2 separate regions of the Sus scrofa genome follow, and region 2 is linked to region 1. Evidence: chromatin contacts called from public HiChIP or PLAC-seq data. All regions are on one chromosome and are shown on one strand. The core of a region is the stretch at or near the end of the contact, and the rest is flanking DNA. Distances in the headings are between cores, read along the strand shown. Region 1 overlaps AKAP6 (A-kinase anchor protein 6). Region 2 overlaps AKAP6 (A-kinase anchor protein 6).

Region 1 (7,565 bases), core at 1,481-3,980:
GTGTTCTGGCAAAATCATTAAAAAAATCAGCTGACAAAAATCTAGTGACCATCACATATTCTTTCCCTTATTCGTGACTTGGTTGTTTAGCCTGGATAACCATAGGATTTTTTTTTTCCCTCCTTTTTATAGTCCAATAGTTTTTCATTTTCTGGATAGAATTCCTTTCCAATACATAATTGTAAATCACTTGAAAATTTATTTCAAGAAAGTTTTCATGAAATAGAGATGTTAGTATTAATTCTATTCCACTGTTTTAATTTTCTTTCTTAGAGATTCCTATTACACATGTTTAATCTTCTTGGCAATCTACCTGTATCTAATACTTTCTCAAATCCTTTTAACTCTTTATTTTAATGAGGGGTAGTTTACATACAATGGAATTAATCTTTTTTAAGTGCAGTTGACCTATGAACAACACAGAGGTTAAAACTTATAGTCAGCTCTCCATATCCACAATTCTTCCACATCCTCGGATTCAACTAACCGTGATCGGTGAAGTACTATAGCATTCACAAAAATATCTGTGAATAAGTAAACCTGCTCAGTTCAAACCCACATTGTTCAAGGGCCAACCACATCATTTTGGCAAACTTTGGCAAGTATAAGTAGGAGTGTTTCCAAGATATAGAACATCTCCATCTCCCCCAAAATTTTTTCACACTTTCTTTGCGCATATATAAACTCCCAAAGTACTGGTCTGTTTTCCATCCTTATATTTTGCCTTTTCTAGAATATCATTTAAATGGGATCACATAGCATGTAGTTTTTTGTGTCTGATATGTAGCATAATGTTTTTGAGATTTATTCATGTTGATACATATATAATTAGTTCATTATTTCTATTGGTAAGTAGTATTTCTTTATGGAGAAAGGAAAATTTATTTATCTATTCATCAGTTAATGAGTACTTGGGCTGTTTGCATTTGGGGGCTATTATTAATGTCTTTCCTCCATATTTTAGATTCCTTAAGGTATTAGCTGTTGTGATTATTTGTCCTTGTATTCCTTTCTTAAAATCTTTATTCCTGAAATTTTTTTCCTTTTATTTCTAATTCTTTCCTAAGTTTTTTACCTCTGTTAAAATCTTCTTTTTCTTCAATCATCATACTTCTGAGTTCTTCCAATTCTGATTCATGTTTTTATTCCATAGCTTCTATCATTTTCTTAATTGCTTTTGGCTCAGTTGGAAATTGGGTGTCATTTTCCTGTGTTTTGTGGGCATATCTTTCTGGCATGCTCTCATTGTCAGCAAGTTATTCTGCTCCTTATTTTCCTTTTTATTTTAAAATTGAAGTATAGTTGACTTATATTAGTTTCAGGTATATAACATAGTGATTCAATATTTCTATAGATTACTTCACCAAGTTATTACAATACTATTGGCCATATTCCCTATTCTGTACATTATACCCCTGTAGATCATTTATGTTATAACTGATAGTTTGTACTTCTTAATCTCCTTCACCAACTTTTCCTATCCCTCCACCACTCTCCCCTCTGGCAACCACTAGTTTGTCCTCTGTAACTGTGAGTCTATTTGTTTTATAATAATTCCTTCATTTTGTTTTCTGCTCCTTAATCTCTCTTTTTTAAATAATAATTTTGGGAGTTCCCATCGTGGCGCAGTGGAAATGAATCCAACTAGGAACCATGAGGTTGCGGGTTCAATCCCTGGCCTTGCTCAGTGGGTTAAGGATCCAGTGTTGCTGTGACCTGTGGTGTAGATCACAGAGGAGGCTCAGATCTGGCGTTGCTGTGGCTGTGGCATAGGCCAGCAGCTGTAGCTCCAATTTGACCCGTAGCCTGAGAACCTCCATATGCCAGGGGTGTGGCCCTGAAAAGACAAAAGACAAAAAAAAAAAAAAAAAAAAAAAAAGAAAAGGAAAAGAAAAAACCTCCTAAGACAAGAATATACAAAGCTAAGTATAACATAAGCAACACACAATTATACAGCTTCCATCATTTGCAGAAAGTAAGTAACATTATTGTCTGTGAAGTTTATGAAGTCAGTATTTATCCTTATATTACTAAAAAAGAAAGTGATATACCTGAAATTTAAAAGCCTCAAGAGTAGGGCAATATTATAATTCTAAAGTGCTAATTACCACACTATATATAAAGATGTACATAATTGGAATGAAGATCTATTATCCTAATCTGAAGAATTCTTTTCTAAGTAGATTTTTCTCTGCTTTGGATTCCTTTTGAAAATGAAAGTAAATTTGATATTTGAACTGTTCGTACAACTTTAGGGCACTAGGAAAATTGCCATCTTGAACAAGTTAACTTTCTTTTATATAATAAGGTATATTTGCCAAGGCTTTTCATTCATACTAACTTGCTATAAGGTAGGCAGATTGAACAAGCTGGGACTTTGATCACTGGGGAATATCTGCAGCAAAATGGATGGAATCCCTGCCTTACAAAGTAAATTACTGTGATTTCCTAAAATGATGACCAGATCAGCCTTGCAAAGTTGGGAAAGGAAGGTTTCAGACAAGTGAACATAAGGGAAATGTTTAAATTTTCTCTTTTGTCATAGTTTGGGTCCCACTATATAATTAAGGTTTACAGCCTCTGAACAGAAATGAGAACGTCAACAGGAACAGTTCAGAAATTCATGTTTATGATGTAGACAAGAAGCATGTAGTCCAGAGACCAGGCCCCATCTGTGCAGCTTCACCAGGCGCCTGAACTTTATCAGGATGTCAGCCCCTGCAGCACACAGGGAAGAATTTCCAGTGTGGTCATCACACAAGTATCTTTCTGTTTGGTTTCACTCTCATTCAGCACTGTGTTGAAGTCTAAAGTTTGATCCCAGAGTAATAAGAAGCCTGGGATTTCTGGTTTTGCCTGCCCTGACCTAGTGCTGAGAATGAGAGAAAAGGGTATTCTCGCCATAGGTGCTGTTCAGAGAACTCTCAGTCAAGACAAGTTTCTTGTTAATGAGCTGCCTCTAGTCTACACCAGGGCCATTTGAGGGCTAAAATGTGAAGCAGCTAAGATAAGGTTTGGACTCCTGCTGACTTTACCATATCAGGTGCTAAAAATGCGCATTGGGAGGGAAGATTCAGGCCCACTCCCTCCCGGACTTGATCAAAATCTATTTCTTCTATACTGAGTTTTCTTAGGTCCTACTCAGTAAATGAGAAGGCCCTATTCTTTTTCTTTTTTCTTTTCTTCTTAGGGGGGCTATGCCTGCAGCATGTGGAAATTCCCAGAGCAGGGATCAAACCTGGGCCACAGCAGCAACACAAGACACTGCAGTGACAACACCGGATCCTTAATCCACTACAGATAAGGCCCTATCCTGTAGACTACCTCAGTGATTCCACAGTGCTGGCTTCACCAGGAAAACTCTTTTGTTAGCCATCTCATTATAGCAAATCCTTTCCCATCTTAAACGCCATATTCTGAAAGACTCTACCTGTTGGAAAAGCTAAATTTATTTATAAATTCTTATTTTTTCCATTTTTCTACTTATCCAATGACAAATACAGTTGTTTCTCAGAGCTCCCTGACCAATATGAGTAAGTTACCTCATGGGCTTGATAGAATTTCAGACAGAAAGCAATAAAAAAAAACAGGGGGGTAGGGGGTCAGTCTCTGAAACCATACCATGTATAAATGTATAATCTATTAAAATTTTTGGAGTTTCCAAAGTAGTTTGGATATCACAGCTTGAAGATCATTGATTTTTTTTTCATATTAAATTATTTATCCTAATATGTATTATTCTCTCCTCTTGAGTAAGACAATATCTTTCTTTGACTAAAATGAATATAATTATTAGCACTAAAGAAGAAGCAAGTCCATTAAGAGTTATATTTGAAGTCCATGGACATGATACCGTTTTCTGACTCTGGTGATGACTAGCCCTGCCACCCACAGATACATGACAATTCAAGGTATCTATTTTGAAATAGTTATTTTGACCCAACCGTTCGACAAACCATCACTAAACCATAATATTATCTTGGTTGATTTAGATTTCATATCTATCAAAATTATTTGTTTCAATTTGAGAGCATGATTTATTTGATAAAGGCTTGCTATTAGCTAGCCTTTTTTTTTTTTTTTTTTTTTGGCTGCACCTGCAACATGTGGAAGTTCAGGGCCAGGAATCAAACCACAACAGCAACCCAAGCCACAGCAGTGACAATGTTGGATTCTTAATCAGCTGAGCCCCCAGAGAACTCATTGAATGTTTACTTCTGAAAATAATTGTATTTGGTGATTTTTTTACATAGTATTATAGCTTTTTACTCTGTATTTTGAGGTTTGGTTTTTGTAAAAAGAATTTTGGTCTTTGCTTTTTGCTCTATTTTTTGGCCACACATGCAGCAGGCAGAAGTTTCTGGGCCAGGTATGTTCCAAACCCAAGCTGCAGCAATGACCTAAGCCACAGGAATGACAATGCCAGATCCTTAACCACTAGGCCACCAGGGAACTCTGCTTTTTGTTCTAACTATGTTTCTATAAAGATAATATTTCTACTTATTTTTATTTCTTTTTTGTCCTCATCTGCTGTTGCAAGTTCTCAGGCCAGGGATTGAACCTGAGCCAAATCTGAGCTGCATCTGCGCCCTATACCACAGAAGCAGCAATGCTGGATCCTTAACTCACTGTACTGGGCTGGGGATCAAACCAGCAACGCCAGAGTCAAGCCGGATCATTAACCCACTGAGCCACAGAGGGAATGCCTATTTTTCCTCCTTTTGAAAGGTTTGCTCAATTAAATACTGTGGCACTGTATGTCATTAAAAGACTGCTCAGCAGTAAAATGAAACCATGGTGGTGGGAGTTCCCATCGTGGCACAGCAGAAACGAATCCAACTAAGAACCATGAGGTTGTGGGTTCGATCCCTGGCCTCGTTCAGTGGGTTAAGGATCTGGTGTTGCCATAAGCTGTGGTGTAGGTTGCAGATGAGGCTCGGATCTGGCATTGCTGTGGCTCTGACGTAGGCTGGCAGCAACAGCTCCGATTAGACCCCGGGCCTGGGAACCTCCATATGCTGCGGGTATGGCCCTAAAAGGACAAAAAAGACCAAATATATATAATTTATAATTATGTTTTTTATAAAAAAACCAAATATATATAATTTATAATTATGTTTTTTATAAAAAACCAAATATATATAATTTATAATTATAATTATGTTTTTTTATAAATATATATATATAGAGAGAGAGAGAGAGAAAGCGCTAAAATGAAACCATGGTAAATGCTGCTTTTCATATAAAATATTATGATAATATCTAGACCAATTTCCATGAATTCTATTGGTCTTGGAATTATTATTGTACCTGCTTTTTATGATCAAATAGCCTCACGCATTTCTCACATCTTGAAAATGTTAATACTTACCCCTTTTTATGTTTTGAAATGCATGTATTTCTGCCCTTTCTTACACATGTTCCTCCACTACTAAAAAAAAAAATTTAACCTCTCCCCAAAAAAACCCCAAAACTTCAGCCCTTAAGAATGATGAGATAAAGTTAACAACAAAATCTCTTCCTCTTTCCCTTCCTCTCATCAAAGTGGCCACTCCAGAATGTCCTGTTTTGACCAACCACCTTCTCCAACCGGCTCATTTAATATAGGCATGTGGACAGTAAACTCAATCATTTGTTTGGAATTTATACTTCATGTACTTCCAAAGTAGGTTTGGGGCAGGTTACAGACATTATGTGATTTAAAAATAGGACAGCATTGATGAAAATAGACCAGAGTTTCTCTAAAGGAGAAAAAAGGAACATTGTTTTTTCCTCTACTATGAATATCACAAAGGAAAATTGTGGAGCAAATAAAAAGGAGAGAAGCAATTTTCAAGGAAGACATAGAGTAAATCATGTCTGATGACAACTTGGCAAATACACTAAGACACTCTTCCAATGGATAATTCTCATATTCACACTCTTCCAGTGAATAATTCTCATCATTCACCTGATGTGTATTCAAGAAAAACACACCATCTAATTGCTGTATACTCAAGGAAATCACACAAACCAAATATAAAATGAATAAAAGAAATAAAAACATTTAGCTTAAGAAAGGATTTATGCTGGAGAAAATAATCTGTATTCCAAATTTATAATTATGTTTTTTTAACTATATAGCAAAAAAAGAAATGTGAAATTAAAAGAAAAAAACTTCTTAAACATCTAAAAATTATCTGTATCATTTTATCTCATATAAAAATCAAGTTTTCACTATAATTTATCTCCCTATTGGTCTGCTCCAGCAAACCACTGGTCCTTGCATTGTGTCACATTTTCTACTGCTTTATGTCAGCAAGTACAAGAGTAAGTATTGCCATGAACAGAAAGCCCTGTGATATAGGAATTAGAGCTGTCCACATGAAAAGCTATGCTCTGACCATAAACCTTGTGAGTCTTTGGTTCCTGCAAAAAGACAAGCATTCTCACTGAGCTGGAACCCAGCACATGACTCACTGGAGGGTGTCTGCCATTCTCAAATTTAAGATCTCTTATATATCTTAGAAGACACCAGATGAAAACTGAAGGAAGGTCATCAACCCTAACTTCTCTAAAAAATTTTTTTGCTAGCAGCCAATGGACATTCAAAAAAACACCAATGAGAAAAGAGATCCCAAAGAAGGCAACTCGGCATTAACACTCAGGAAAAGGACTTTGAAGGCATATTCAAACAGTGGTGAGACCTTATCCATTTTATTAGTTTGGCAGGCTGATGAAAACCTTATGCATAACTTGAACTGTAAGGATTACAGTTTCTTATGTAAAGTCATAAGGTAAATTAAAGTATTAATTCCATGTTTCAGAAATGAGCTAAAGACAGAGACTGAGAGCTTCACCAAACTCTTAAGAAATTTCATTTCTAAGGCATGTTGCCTAATTTGGATGCCATTCATGAGAAACAGATTTGATTTGTCATTTGGCTTAAAGAGTCAGTTTGAAAAATTCTATAATCACTATAGGAATTTCAAATAGCTAATAATTTGCATTTGGCTGTTTGACTTTTAAAAGGCTCAGTCAGCCTATACAAACATTTGCTTCAAGAATAAACTTCTGGCTTAAGGAGATAGGCTTGAAAAGATGGCAGAGTAGAAGGTCTTGAGCTCATCTCCTTTCACAGAAACACCAAAATCACAACTAAATGCTGACCAACCTCAACACAAAAGACCATAACCCATTAGAAAAGATAGTCTACAACCAAAGACAAAGAGGAAGCCACAGTGAGATGGTAGGAGGGGGCTTTCCCAATATAAACAAATCCCATACCCATCAGGTGGGTGAGCCACAAACTGGGAAAAAAACTACATCAGAGAGGTTCTGACACAGGAGTTAAGAGTTCTGAACCCCATGTCAGGTTCCCCAGCCTGAGTGTTTGGCATTGGGAGGAGGAGCCCCTAAAGCATTTGGCATTGGAGGCCAGTGGGGCTTTAGTGCAAGAGCACCACATGATAGAGGGAAACAGAGACTCCACTTCTGGAGGGCATACCTAAGGTTTCACGTGCACTGGGACCCATGGCAAAGCAATGAGTCTACTGAAGCCTAGGCCAGTCCTACCTATGGGTCTT
Region 2 (7,565 bases), core at 3,184-5,683, 170 kb after region 1:
GTAAGTGGGGGAACAATGTATAAAAGGACAGTGGAGTCAGTTGATAATTACTGACTCGTACTGCCCTGTCCACTGGACACTGGCAGCTAACATGCTGCGCAGCCAAGAGCTCTGCATGGCACACCTCAGGGCTGCTGTCTCCACTTCTCTGCCTGCAGTCTTCCCTACCTTAATGAGCAACTTGAGAGCATCTACCACAGTTGAAGACTAAGTATAACAAACAGAAAGCCTTTTTGGTAGTTTACAAAAGACACCCTTCTCTCTCTTACAGTGGGAGAATAGACAAAACTGAGGAGTAAACTCATGGCTTAATAGTCCAAAGCTCCAGAAACATTTAAATGCTTTGCCAAGGCAGATCTATCATGCAAAAGTCCTAATTGGAAAAACCTGGGACCCATACGGGGGAATCTGGGCTAAAGCCCCTGAGGCTTATGGCTCTACATACTCCAATGAACCCTCAGAGCCTGCAGAGGTAGCCCAGCATTCCTTGTTAGAATCAAGCACATCCCCCATGAAGGAACACACTACAGTGGCCTCTCTGCCACAAAAAGTACATGCTACCTTCAGGAGTGGTCCCATTTGCCCTGTGGCTACCAAACTGATAACTGGAGATAAATTCCAGCATAAACTGTGGTGACATGCTAAGACTGAGAAGAGAGGAAAGAAAGCTGCAAGAATTAGCCTGTTTCTGGTACAACCACTATGGAGAAAGTATGGAGTTTTCTTAAAAAAAAAAACAACTAAAAATATATTCCAGAAATTCCTGGGCATCTATCTAAAACCATAACTAGAAAAGATACATGCACCCCAATGTTTGTCACAGTGCTATTTATAATAGCCAAGACATGGAAGCAGCCTAAATGTCCATAAACAGAAGACTGGATAAAGAAAGTGTGGATCATATATATACAATGGAATATTACTTACCCTTAGAAAAGAATGAAATAATGCCATTTGCAGCAACATGGATGGACCTAGAGATTCTCATATTAAGTGAAGTCAGACAGAGAAAAACAAATATCATATGATATCACTTATATGTGGGAATCTAATTTTTGAAATTACACAAATGAACTTATTTATAAAACAGAAACAGACTTACAGATTTCAAAAACAAACCTACAGTTACCACAGGGGAAATATGGGGGAAGAGGGTAAGGGATAAATTAGGAGATTAGGATTAACATATACACACCACTATATATAAAAGAGATAACCAACAAGGACCTACTGTATAGCACAGGGAACTCTACTCAATATTCTGTAGTAACCTATATGGGAAAAGAATCTGAACAAGAATGGATATATGTATAGAATAAGTTTGCTGTACACTTGAAACGAATACAACATTGTAAAGCAACTATACTCCAATTAATTAACCAAGAGAGGATGAATATAAGACTGTGAAAGCAAGAATAAATTGAGGCATTCTCTTGGGACATGGGATTTAACATCCTGGCAAGGACCCCAGCAAAGGAGCAAACTTGCTATTAGGAGGCTCTGAGAAGCCTGTAGAAAACTATAGCCTATACTAAAGAAAGTGGCAATGCTTGAGCAGGCAGTAGAAGAAGGGATCAAGAAGCTGGGGAGGCGGGAGGAGGGGAGTTCCTGTCGTGGTGCAGTGGGTAACAAATCCAACTAGGAACCATGAGATTGCGGGTTCAATCCCTGACCTTGCTCAGTGGGTTAAGGATCCAGCCATTGCCATGAGCTGTGGTGTAGGTCACAGGGGCGGCTTGGATCCCATGTTGCTGTGGCTATGGCATAGGCCAGCGGTTATAACTCTGATTACACCCCTAGCCAGGGAACCTCCATGTGCTGCGGGAGCAGCCCAAGAAATGGCAAAAAGACAAAAAAAAAAAAAAAAAAGAAGCTGGGGGAAGCAGGCATATAAGAACGGATGCATTATGTGATGCCCATGACCCACAAGAGGAGAGCCAAGAGGATGCTTCATTTACCAAGGCCATGAGGAATTCGCTAGTGAGAGGAGAACTAGCCTCACTAAGAACTTAAGTAGTGGCTGCAGGCCAGAGCCTATGGTAGGAGAAGCAGTCACAAAGCTTGGCTCATTGTCCATGATGGGGCTGATGTGCCCCCAAAGCAACAGAACTCAAGCAGCAGCACAGAAGCCAGAAGAATAAAATTACTGCAGTGACTGGCACAGCTAGAGGGATAGCTGATTGGTCAGGGACCTGAAAGGAAAAGATACCAAAAGATGAGAGACAAAGATGCATGTAAATATAGCTGTGAGTATGAAGTGTGAAGGTTTTTGTATCATGTTAATGCCATCAGAAAGCATCCACCATGGAAAAATCACTGAGCAATTAAATAGGCAAAATGACTCAGTCAGCTGACATGAGTCAGCCTTTGCCATCAATGATCCTGAGCTAGCAAGATGGGCACAAGTCCACAATGGCAAAGATGAAGGCTACAGCTGGGCCCAACAAAATGAGTCCCACTTACCAAGGCCAATCTAGCTACTACCACCTCTGAATTTCCAACTTTGGAGATCAGTGCTATTCCTTGAGGAGGCCAACTAACTACTAGGTGGCAAGTTGACCATACCTCTTCCAGGCCAATGATTCATTCTCATATGAGTAGACACCTATTTGGAGTATGGGATTGAATTTACTGTCTGCAAAGCCTCAAGGAGCACCACTTTCCAGGGATCACAGTGTGCCTCTTCCATAGACATGGAATCCCAAAAAACATAGCATATGACCAGGAACCCACTTCACAATGAAGGCCATGTGCGGTGGGATCATGACCATGGAATACATTGGTCCTATCACACACTGCACTACACAGAAGCCACTAGTGTGACAGAGCAGTGGAATGCCCTCTTGAAGGTACAGCTGAAATAATAGCTTAGAAGTAATTCTCTATAAGGATGGAGTGCCATTCTCCAAGGATGCAGTTTAACAATAAATCTGCACGGCACTGTGTCCAAATAAGAATTCGTTAAGTCTGAAACCCGAAAAGTAGAAACTGTATGGCCCCATTTACCATCATTCTCAATGATTCACTGTGGGTCTGTTTCCCATCTTTATCACTTTGGGGTCTATAGGGTTAGGGATCCTGTTCCCCAAAGAAGATGCAGTTGCCAAGGGATACAGCTTTCTTTGATATTATATGTAACTTGCTAAATGAAGAGCCCCCTCATGCTCTTCAGTTTGAGATTTAAGACATAGGCAAGACATCATCAACTATACTTCTATAGCTCATGACTGGACAATGTGCGCAATGCAGAAATTGCATATTTGGGATCCTCTGTACATCTGGTTCCACCCCTATTTTATGAGAAGTTTGGGCATGAGAAAGGATTATCCTCTGGTTTAAATGAATGCTGCTTAGAAAACTGTCAAATTATTTAACCTGCCTTCCTCAAGGCTGTTTCCTGTATAAAGTCCCAGTTCAGTGAGAGATCAAAGAACCACTTGCTGCCTGGGGCCAGGGCTGTTTAGGTTGATGAGTCACAGCTTATCTGTTTAACCCTTTCCCATTTGCCAGATGTGAGTGACACTACCTCCATCTCTGAAAGCAGAAGAGGAAATACAGCATTATAATGAACATCTGAGATCAGATATTTAAAATAATTTTGCTGTACTGAACGGAATGTTAGAAATCATGTTCTTAATATGCAGAGGCTAAAGTGAAAGGTCGGTTTTTCTGCAGTGAATTAGAAAGTGAGCAGACACTGTTTGACTGTGTAAGGAGAAAGAAGGCAGCATTCTGACCACACCCTTCCTCCTCTGAAATTCCTAAAGCACTTATGATATTTTGTCCTGGTGAATAGCTAAGATATTTAAATTTTTGAGGCATGGGAGAAACTGAAGAATTAAGTCTCAGTGGCTCACAGAACCAAGAAAAAAAAGTGTTTAGATACCTTTTCTCCTTCTAACACAGTGTACAGTCAGGCATTTAAGGCACCTTCCCTTATGGTGAATTCTACAAAAACAGGGTCCAGAGTACATGTGTTCTATAAAATCATTCCTTCTAGAAGATTAATAATCAAAAAAAGTAACTAAGATATCTATTAGGATTCAAAAAGAGTAGCATTCCAGAAAGAGACCCTATTTTTAGAATAAACTTTATACTCAAATAGAATTGGGTCTGAAAGAGAAAGGTTAGGTTCCTAAAGATAGATGGGTTAAAAGTAGGAGAGTCTGCTTGCATCCCCTGAGTTGACATGTACTTGGCGTCTGATACATTCAGTTTTTGAGTCCAAGCCATTACTATGGTATAAAGGAGACAGTTGTTGGTTTTAAGGTTGTCCAGTAGAGTCTGAATTTCCTGGAAGGCCAAGGGAGGAAAGTTCAGGCCAAGCCAGCCTGTCTTTTCTGAGAGACAGCCAAACCTTAGTGACAATCTGATTTAGACAGCCAAGAAGTCTTGGTTTTGATCTTTTGTAAGGAAAAGTTGGGCCTCTGCCCAAGTCAATAGAAAAGGGAAAAGGCCAGGATGGGAATAAAGCCTGTGAGATGATGCCTGCGTACACGCTGGGTAGACGTGTCCAGTTTGAGGCCTCCTGCTTGCCTGCTTAGCCCTTAGACAATCACTGCGCTGCTGTTTCATAAGCCTTTACACAGAGCATATATTAATTTACTATATCTTTGTTATGCTGTTTTAAAATATATTAGAACAGTCCTACCGGCGACAGTTAAGTCTAAGCTAGACGGCAGGGCACAGTTGCCTCTCCAGAACCCTTTCCTGGGAGGTCCAAATCAACTCCTTGAATGTTTGGATGTTGGACAGAGAGAAGAGTAACCTGGCTGGGAGCCCAGAAATAGACAGCTGGGTTCAACAGCCCTATGGAAGCTGCTTTCTCTAAAGCATATTCCTGGAGAGGCAATATGGTATAATGGTTTCTGCTTAGTTCCCCATTCTGCCACATACTAGTTATATACATCCTGGCAAGTTCTTTTAATCTTTGTAAGCCACTCTATCCTTATCTGAAAAAAATAGGAATACACCTACTTCCTAGGAAAAACATAATATACAGTAAGTGGGTGACATCTGGGTTACCCTTTTATCAACAGAACAATGATTTGAGAAAAGGGAAACAGGGAAGTAATTCTTCATCTATGACTCTGTTCCCCAAATTGTTTAATAGGGGCATTATTACTATAGCCATTTGCTTAAAAAGACAAATGAGATGACAGATGTGAACCCCAATGGGAAAAAAACATAAGATAGTATCATTAACAGACGGCTAAAACCTGAGGAAACTAGGACATGGCTTTGACGTTTGATTGCGCCCTTTGGGGAGTATTATTCCTGAACGCTAACTTTCTGCTTTCTAGTTCTCCTACTATATAGGAAAATTCACATTTTCAATTGCTGTTGAGTTACATACTGAGATTGTAAGATTCAGGTAATGTTGAAATCTCATAAGCTCTTTCGGATAAGAAAAAAAATACAAACAAAAATCGACCAGGTGATAAAAAATGAATCTATCATATGTCCAGATGTTGCTAAGTTAACAAGCAAACCATAGTAAATTTTGATCGAGTGACCTAATTCTATCAGAAATAAGACCTCTTTCCTTTTCACCACACCTTGGGAGGGGGTGGAAGGGCAGGGGAGGGGGTTGATTCAGATTCAAGAGCTAACAGTCCTGCAGCGTTTTGGTTTTGGTAAAGAATTTTTTTTTCTACAGTTTACTGCCTTTTCTTGAAAATAATATACACAAAGTTCTAAATATTTACCAGATGATACAGATCAGCCAGGGTTTTCAGCCAAGTTTCAAACGTTTTATGAAATCACTTCTTGGACATGTTTCTAACAATCTGGCCCATGAAAATTTAACTAGGGAGGACTTTTCCACCTTCTTCACATGGCCTTTAGGTCATAAGCCTCTGTGTGTGTCCCTATGAAATTCATACCCTGCAATCCTGAGTTTTCTTGCTCATTCAGAAGCAGTGGTTATCAACAGATAAATATACAAAAAAAAAGTTTATTCTCTGGGAACATCTATTTCCAATGAAGACACCATGTGCTCTGGCTTCAGTACAAACCTATTTTCCCAGCTTCCACCTACTCAGATCTCAACTATCTGCCCTCTTAGCTAAATATCTTCTCAAAAATAAACCTCAATTCAGGTTTTCCATGCCAGCAATTTTCAATTCAGGTTCCACTGAGCCAGGTACCAAAGCTGTCTCAATCAGAGTAGCCCCACTTGTATTTTTTTCTTTACTCTTTATAATTTTATTTGAATTAAGGCTTTAAAATATTTGGGGGAAAAATCATGCTCTTCTGTAAGTACAACCCTCAATAAAGAAGAAAATAAGTTTCATGACTTCAATTACTACAACCTTTTAACTAATCATAGATATCAAAATGTTTCAAAAGTATTCTAAGCCTCTGAGAAACTTTCAGAAGAAACAAGGAGGCTGGGCCTTCACATCCTGTCAAGTTGCCTTGAGGATCTGGCTGCCAAAAATCTAAGTCTTCCCCTGGGAGTCCCACAGACACATCCTGCCGGGAAGGTCACATTCCATCAAGAACTCCAGAGGAAGAAAATGATCCAAAGGGGTGTGAAACCAGGCCAAGCGTGTACTACAGACAAAAACCCATCTCTTAAAGCAGCGACCCAGTTAGGAGACATTATCCTCATTCTACCACACTATTATTTTTGTGTTTCTATGTGGGTCACAGCACAGAAAAATCTATGGAGAATTTGCTAGGGAAAATGTGGAAGTTACAATGGAGGATCATTGACCCTAGTTCTCTACTGAATTGTCACATGAAGGAAAAGGTGACACCATAGGGAGTAAGTAGCAAACCACATTTGTTTTTAAAGAATTAGAAAACTGACTCACAGCTGCTAACTTTGACTTTTGCCATGCAAATATACATTTAACATGATAACTCTCCTCTCTTACCATCATTTTGTAAAAGGACATTTTAACACCAAAAAGTAAGGAGATTATGATCTCAGAGAAAAGAGGTATATCTTGCCTGAATAGATCAGTTGGCCCTCTTATACTAGAGCACAAGGAAGGGAGCCACCCTGCCCCTTACTTGAACTGAATGTTTTGTTTTGTTTCCACTTTAAACCAGTAAAAAGTACACCAAGGCAATCCCAATCAACAAACTGTGTACCCAGAATAATGAGGCCATAGGATACTGTGGTGCAGGCTCCCAAAGCAGCGTGGACCTGAGCTCAGCAGACTGGTAGGGCAATCCCTGTGAGATGACTCTAGCTGTGAGCCAAGGTGCCCCAACAGAAAACCCAGTGCATCCTGGCATCTTATAAGCTTTGCTGTGTACTCTGCCCAGCCCTGGGAGAGGGATGGAGGGGCCAGGAGTGCACACCCTCTTCCACACTGCAGTCAGCTTTCCAAGCTTGGTAATCCTTTTCCAGCAGATGGCAGAACACACACATAGAAAACTGCAAAGCCACCCAAGGTTTCTGCCTCTGGGTTGGTCCTGGGTACGATTTCTTTGAAAGTCTTGAGAGAAGAAATTTTGCAAATAAAAAGTCCCACACACATTCCACCCCAGCCGTGTTTACACAGTACTTAAGTCCTCACAGAGAGGCTGAAACTCTCTGCAAAGGGAAA

Evidence for each region. HiChIP or PLAC-seq counts read pairs in DNA pulled down with a chosen protein or histone mark.
Region 2: a contact with region 1 is called in an H3K27ac HiChIP or PLAC-seq map of skeletal muscle, with 8 times the contacts expected there. The contact joins two enhancer-like sites. A contact is called at or near these places in 18 of 47 Hi-C or Micro-C datasets (adipocytes, alveolar macrophages, brain and 11 more) and 1 of 2 datasets of contacts at active chromatin or transcription factors (skeletal muscle).

The regions. Positions count from the first base shown.
Region 1 is chr7:67,254,166-67,261,730 of Sscrofa11.1, forward strand. The region is part of intron 4 of AKAP6 (A-kinase anchor protein 6); the gene reads right to left. Among named protein-coding and RNA genes, the nearest start is that of AKAP6, 200 kb to the right of the region's middle. Within about 2 kb of position 2,731, at least 22 of the 83 cell types and tissues checked have an H3K27ac peak or open chromatin away from gene starts, as enhancers often do. A contact at or near this core is called in fetal skeletal muscle, skeletal muscle and subcutaneous adipose tissue, where this site is marked.
Region 2 is chr7:67,421,153-67,428,717 of Sscrofa11.1, forward strand. The region is part of intron 1 of AKAP6 (A-kinase anchor protein 6); the gene reads right to left. Among named protein-coding and RNA genes, the nearest start is that of AKAP6, 37 kb to the right of the region's middle. Within about 2 kb of position 4,434, at least 26 of the 83 cell types and tissues checked have an H3K27ac peak or open chromatin away from gene starts, as enhancers often do. A contact at or near this core is called in fetal skeletal muscle, skeletal muscle and subcutaneous adipose tissue, where this site is marked.